2 separate regions of the Mus musculus genome follow, and region 1 is linked to region 2. Evidence: chromatin contacts called from public HiChIP or PLAC-seq data. All regions are on one chromosome and are shown on one strand. Each heading gives the region's core, a stretch centred on a gene start, on an enhancer-like site or on the middle of the called end of the contact. The rest is flanking DNA. Distances are from core to core; before and after follow the strand shown.

Region 1 (2,995 bases), core at 310-2,809, 320 kb after region 2:
GAGAAAGCAAAGCCAGAGGAGGAATTTGTCTCGGAAGGATTTCACAGTCTGCCAGACAACTGCCAGACAACTGCTAGACTGAGCAACAGAGACTAGGGCTGGGATGACAGTGGTGGGCAGGATAACACTGTGTCTGCTTGGTTATCTACACTGCCCTTTATTTAACCTAAACATCTTGCCAGGACTGCCGAGATAGACTGGAGATAGGTAGCTCACTGGACATTTTTTGTTAGTTTGCTTTCCAATGCTGTGCCACTGATTAAATCTTCTTTCTTTTCCTTTTTTCTATTCATGATTTTGTTTTTAATTTAAAAATTATTTTATTCCTGTGTATGAGTGTCTTGCCTGCCTGCATGTGTGCCTGTGCACTATGTGAGTGCCTGATGCCAGAAAAGAGGTGCCTGCCTAGAACTGGAGTGACAGGTGGCTGCACTCCATCATGTGGGTGCTGGGTATCAACTGAACCCTGGTCCTCTTGAAGAACAGCTATTGAGTTTAGCCACTGAGCCATGTTGTCAGCCCTGTTTGTCACTGCCCTCCCGAGAACAAGTGGCTGAGCCTGGCCCATCAGAGATGTTGTGACCCCAACGGCTACTCTAACAGTATGGCATACTATTTTTATCTTGCAAACAAGAAAGAGAGGCAGTGTCGTTACATATCTTTCCTAAAAGTCCTTGGCCAGTAAGTGCTGGAGACAAAACTCACCAGGAAGGCAGACGCAGGAACCTCTGGGCCTGCATAGAAACATACTCGTGCGTGCACAACAAAACACCCCGTCTACAGAGATTCTTGCAGCACTCCCGAGCTTTAGACTGAAGACAAAACTCTTAGGAGCCAGCCTTTAGAAAGAACCAAGAGACCCACGGTGTGTGGCAGATTCATTGGTGGCACCCGAAGATAAAGGAGGGAGAGCACTCCATGCCTGAAAGGGTAGAACTCCAAATCAAGACCCTCTGTCGCCATGATGAAGAAAGGAAGAAAGGAGGATCTGAGGATGGGATGGATACAGACAGTGTTCCAGTCAAATACGACAGGAGAGGACATGGCTATAAACTGACTTGAACTAAGTCAATGTCGGCGCCCCGGATAGGGAAGGGAAAGAGAACAAGGTGAGGAACAACACAGGTTAGAGGAATCTTTGCGACTGTACCCAAATGTGCTATGAAAGTATGCTCTACCAGAGAGCCATGAAAGAGCTAACTGAGATTCAAAAACAGCAGGGGGCAACTTTGAGGGAATCTGTGATACACAGTATTTTAGTTCAGTTTAGCAGCTGTGGGCTGGGAGGGGAAGCCAGGACTTTTGCAAAAGCATGGCTGCTGGGAAGGGAAGTGGAAGGACTCCTCATGACCCAGAGGGGCAGCTGGGAAGATAACCGTGGGAATGGATTAGCTAGGAGTGGGTTCAGCAACCTACAGGAATGGCCCCAAGGGAGGAGGATATCAAGGGATTGGCAGGTCCACTGGTCACAGCAGGGGCAGTTCACAGGTCAACAGTAAGAAACACTATAGACAGACAGCAGACAGGAAGTGGAGGAGGAAGACAGGAAGTGAATCTGCCAGGCTTCTTTCTGGTTGTTTTCAATGAAAGAGACAGGGACAGAAAAGATCAACACCAGGTGTGAAGCTGGGTGTGGTGTCAATAAACAGAAAACAGGGAGGCTGACACACAGTCACAAGTTCAAGACCAGCCTTGGCTCCAAAGGCTGCTCAGGACTTCCTAGGAGAGACAAAAGGCAAAATAGCAACAACAACAACAACATCCTTGAACTTGAAATTGGAAAGCACAGTGTGAAATGATCATTAAGACACAAGACATGGTGAAGTCTGAGCTGAGCTGGCAAACCCAGACAGAGAGGAGTTTCACAGCAAATAGAGAACATTTGCATGAAGTGAGATCTCGCTGAAGGAGAAATGCAACTTAGTGCACATACAGCAATGCAGGAAGTTTCAGGATAGCTTCTAGACAGTCACGCAGGTTGCAGAGATCATATAGAACACTCCTCAATAAGAAAACACTACTTCCTATTGTCGGCGTAACTTTCACAGACTGATGAAGACGCTGGACAGAGAGAAAGCTAACATTTTTAAAGATGAAGGTTCTATGGGTCACATTTTGGACTATGACTCATAAGATCAGAAATAATAAAACACAATTCATTTTTTTAGTCAAAATGCTTACAGAGAAGTTCAATGCAGAAAAACAAAAAGCGAGAAATAAAACAAAGGCTATTAAGTCCATTGGCAGCTGCAAAAAATAAAAAATAAAGAGGCGAGAGAGGGGAAAACAGAAACCACCAGACTGTGTAGTTAACACAGGAAGGGCCTCGCTTGCCTCGAGAGGGAAACAGGTATCTTACTAACCTTAATTTCTGCAATGGACGCCATGGCCCACGCTATGGTTGACCGCAGCCCAGCTGTCTGGATGTAAGTTCTGCTGGCCAAGGGCATTCTGCAAGAAAGAGGCAAGGTAGGTATCAAATATTATCATATGCTAAAGCACAGGATGCAAAAAAAAAAAGATTATTTTGTCTCTGAGAAGCACTTTAACATATCAACCTGATATGTTCTCTGAACTAAAGGATATTTTCATCCCATTATTAAATACCTTCTACATTGGGCTGTTTATTTAATCAACTAGTGTGGCATTTAGAATAACAATTATCTTAGACAACTGAAATTTAAGTCACAAAACCAAAAAATCACACATGAAGGAAACCTCTTACTTAGCACTTCCCGTCCTTCTACCCAGAACAGCTGGCATCATCAAGAGGAGCAGGGCTTTGTGATCGGGATGCAGGATGGGGAATTTATAGTGGCTTCTGGAAGCTTGGTTTCTGCTGATTTGCATCTTTCTCAGAGGACAGGAAGAGGCCGAAGCATACAAATGAGTCTCTGCTCTCATTCTTAATTGCAGCACAGGCCCACCCTACACCCACCCCCTTCCTAGCTACCATGCTTCTACATCTGACAGACATTTGTGTGGCTATAGGTCA
Region 2 (3,359 bases), core at 212-2,711:
TACGACTGGAATGAAGTGAAACTCTGCTGTTTAATGCTGTTCTTGTCCAGGAAAAAAAAAAAAAAAGACTTCAAATAAATCTGGGTCCATTCCTGTCTTTAGTTCATCAACACGTGGCTGCTAAGTTATACACTGGAGTTATGCTCCACACACCTTTGTCAACAGAGGAAAGTGTGGTGCTATGTGATCATTCACAAAAGCCAAGCAGATCACTCACAAAAGACCTGAGGTATTGGCTAACTTACCTTATGCGTTCCATTGAGGCAAGAATAAAAAGCCCATTGCTTTAGCGTGGGCAAAAATAAAGTGAAAACTAAACTTTCCAAGTCATACTCTGGGCATCCTCAGGTGTTCTGGAAAACAGGAGCCCAACTTCAGTTACCATGTAAGTAGATAGGCAACTAAATCAAGACTGCTGCCACCTTTGGCACTATCCGCCTCCCTTCTTGGCAGACTCCGCGAGGCCAAGAGTTTTACTGGCCAGGGAAGAACGATTTATCCTCCCACATTTAGAAGCGATCCCTCTGCAACAGAAACGCTGTCCTGCTAAGGAGCTCTGAATTCTAACCTTGTCAAACCAATACTCTTCCTAGATACTCGACTCTCACACACACACAAGAAAGAAAAAGAAAAGGAAAAATATCTGATTCCTATGTGTCACTGACAAAAACAAACCCCATTATCCAATTCTTTTTGGAGGAAAAAAAAAAAACCTCGAAGTTGCTGTCTTGCCTCCAAAAACCCATCTCTTTTTACAAAACATGACTACTTGGAAAATTACAAGGAACTGACAAGCAGATGTTAAGAGGCTAAAGGCTAAAGCACGGGCAGATGTTAAGAGGCTAAAGGCTAAGCTGTCGATGGAGGCTGCCCAGCGTTAGGACAGATCCAGCAGGCCCGGGCGGACAGTAGCTCCCAGCCACCGGGGCCTATGATCCCAGGTCCCGGAGAGGCACGTAGGTTTGTCAAGCGCCAAGCCCCAGCACCGGGGTTCGTCACACAGACCCTGCCCAGGCAACAAGCGCCCAGCCCCGCTCCGCCCTCCCAGGAACGCAGCGGCTCCGGCCGCAGCCCTTCCCGGGACTGCACGCAGGAGAGCCTGGGAGGGTCAGAGACCCGCGCGTCCCGGGCACAGCTCCGGCGAGGACGCCGAGGGCTGAGGTCCCCACGCCTGCCTCTTTGTTCCGTCCCCCGCGGCGCAGGCCCCGGCTCGGCCGCCCCTGCCCTCACCTTGTAGACGTCGCCGTAGGTGCCGCTGCCGATGCGCTGGATCAGCTCGAAGTCCTCCTGCGGGTTCCGGCGGGACAGATCGAAGCCCGGGTTCATGGCGGGCCCCGGGTGCCCCCCACCTCCCTCCCGGCCCGGGGAGGGGGGGCGCTCACGGGGGCCGCACGGAGGGAGCGCCCGCGGCCGGCCCGGCTCCGCCGCCGGTCACAATCGCCCGGCTGCACGCCGCGGCCGCCGCCGACCACGACGAGCCGCCCGGCGTCCCCGCCCCCCGCCGCCGCGCCGAGCCGGGTCACACCCACCAGGAGAGGAGCGCGCCCGCAGCCCCTCGCTCGGGGTGCAGTTCCAACATGGCTTCCGCCCGCCGCTCCGCTCCGCCCGCCCGCACGCCCTCCCTCCGGTTCCCGGCCCCGCTCGCCACTGCGCAGCCGCCATCCCGGAGGCCGCGCGCTCCCGGCGGGCCCTGCGCGCCCCCGGCTCGCGCGCCCGGTCGGGACACGCCGGACGCGCCAGACTCCGGGTAACAAAGTTGGACTCGCTGCTTGTGGTCCCAGCCCCAGCCCCAGCAGGTAGTAGTTGCCACGCACAAGACGGTATTCCCCAACTTTCTAAGAGCAAGTACATCCGAGAGCCCCGACCCTTTCTTCTAGGTTTAGGGGAGGAGGTCCCCATCAGAAAGGTGAGAAAGACCCTCGGGGGACAGTGACACTTGGGCTCTTGGGGTTGGCTTGACAGGGGTGCAGAGAGAACAAGGGGCGGGGAGAAATCCGTGGAGGGAGTGGGCGGGAAGCAGTGCAGAACCAAAGCCGTGATTGACCTCTGTCCAGGGAGAAGGCTGGATTTTTCAAAGCCCGGGGCGGGGACTACGCAAGCTGTCTGACAACCCTGAGACGAGGGTGGTTGCAGAGGGTGTGGCCTGGACAGGGATCTATTCCCACACCTGAAATGTAAACACGTGACCATCCGGAAGCTACGTAGCCGCGACATTACCTGCCCAGAGCTCCACCCAGCATAAGATCCAGATAACCAGCATTACGTCCAGACTGCTAAAAGTTAGCTAAGAAAGGACTTAGGCAGTGGAAGGGTCAATGTTGAGTTCTTAGTAAACTTAACTACTACCCATTTCCAAAAGCTGTAGCGAGGTCCACTCTGGCGCTCTGTTGGATATTTTGCTTTAAAAATGCTTTTCTAATCTCTTTAGGGACCTAAAGACTAATGTGCCTTAATGTCCAATTCCTTCTCAGAAACTTGGTCTCATCAAACCTTAAAACCTTTCTATCATGTTACTTACAGTAAACTTACCTATTGACTAAATTCCCAAATTGTGTGCTCCAAACCATACGTGGAGTCATCCAAGCACTTTAGTTATCCCAAAGCATCAGATTGTGACAGGGTTGCAATTCTGCCCCAGGAGTGCACGTCACAGGATTAATTGAGGATAAACCTTAAGGCTGTGCTATCCTGAGCTCCTCGGGACGAGGCATGGTTTTCCCCGCTTCCTCCCGGTGGAAGGCACTTGCAGGGGCTGAGGAGCAGGCCTGCCTTCTGCCTGTGCTGTGGGCGGAGAACTGTTTGTCTTCTTTAGGCTAAACAGGCAGATAATTCTGGATTCAGATAAGGAAATGGAAGTCTCTCAAAGCAGGACCTGCTCTGCTTGCTTTCTCTGCCCTTTTGTGCTTTAAAAAAAAAAAAAAAAAAAAAAAGCCAAGTTTCCAGGACTGAAAGCCATTCGGCTTGCACCAGAAAGTTCTAATGGTTTCACTGTTTTGTTTGCTGGGATTATCATCTCTGCAGATAACCGAGTGTTTGCATCACTAATAGGCTTCTTTCAAAGGGAAAAGACATTTCAGTGGGGTTGGAACAGGCTTTCAAGTTTTGTTTGTTCCATTTTGGCAAGGCTTAACTACTTCTTCTCCTTTTTTTTTTTCCCCAGAGAGACAGATTTTCTTGTAAGGGCTCGATTTGCCACATGGGTTAGGCCATAAATAAAAAGGTCTTTTGTAATTAACTGCTCACAAGGAATGAAAATAATTTGTTCCTTTGGGGATCTACCCATACTGGTAAATACAGTGCTCTCTTACCCTTCCCCCAATCTACCTGGCCTCTACTTCCCTACAAGTTAATACTCATGA

What was found. HiChIP or PLAC-seq counts read pairs in DNA pulled down with a chosen protein or histone mark.
Region 1: a contact with region 2 is called in an H3K4me3 HiChIP or PLAC-seq map of bone marrow-derived macrophages, with 3 times the contacts expected there. The contact joins the enhancer-like site here to the promoter of Map4k3 in region 2. A contact is called at or near these places in 2 of 39 promoter capture datasets (cranial neural crest and second pharyngeal arch cranial neural crest), 3 of 484 Hi-C or Micro-C datasets (CD4 T cells, nephron progenitors and regulatory T cells) and 10 of 115 datasets of contacts at active chromatin or transcription factors (bone marrow-derived macrophages, craniofacial prominence, embryonic basal ganglia and 5 more).

The regions. Positions count from the first base shown.
Region 1 is chr17:81,041,737-81,044,731 of GRCm38.p6, forward strand. Thumpd2 (THUMP domain containing 2) reads right to left here. Exons shown (of 10, transcript NM_028138.1): 6 at 2,364-2,451. Among named protein-coding and RNA genes, the nearest start is that of Thumpd2, 22 kb to the right of the region's middle. Within about 2 kb of position 1,560, at least 23 of the 459 cell types and tissues checked have an H3K27ac peak or open chromatin away from gene starts, as enhancers often do. A contact at or near this core is called in regulatory T cells, where this site is marked.
Region 2 is chr17:80,726,564-80,729,922 of GRCm38.p6, forward strand. Map4k3 (mitogen-activated protein kinase kinase kinase kinase 3) reads right to left here and starts at 1,462. Exons shown (of 34, transcript NM_001290345.1): 1 at 1,231-1,462. The coding sequence starts at 1,326. It also overlaps the pseudogene Gm9959.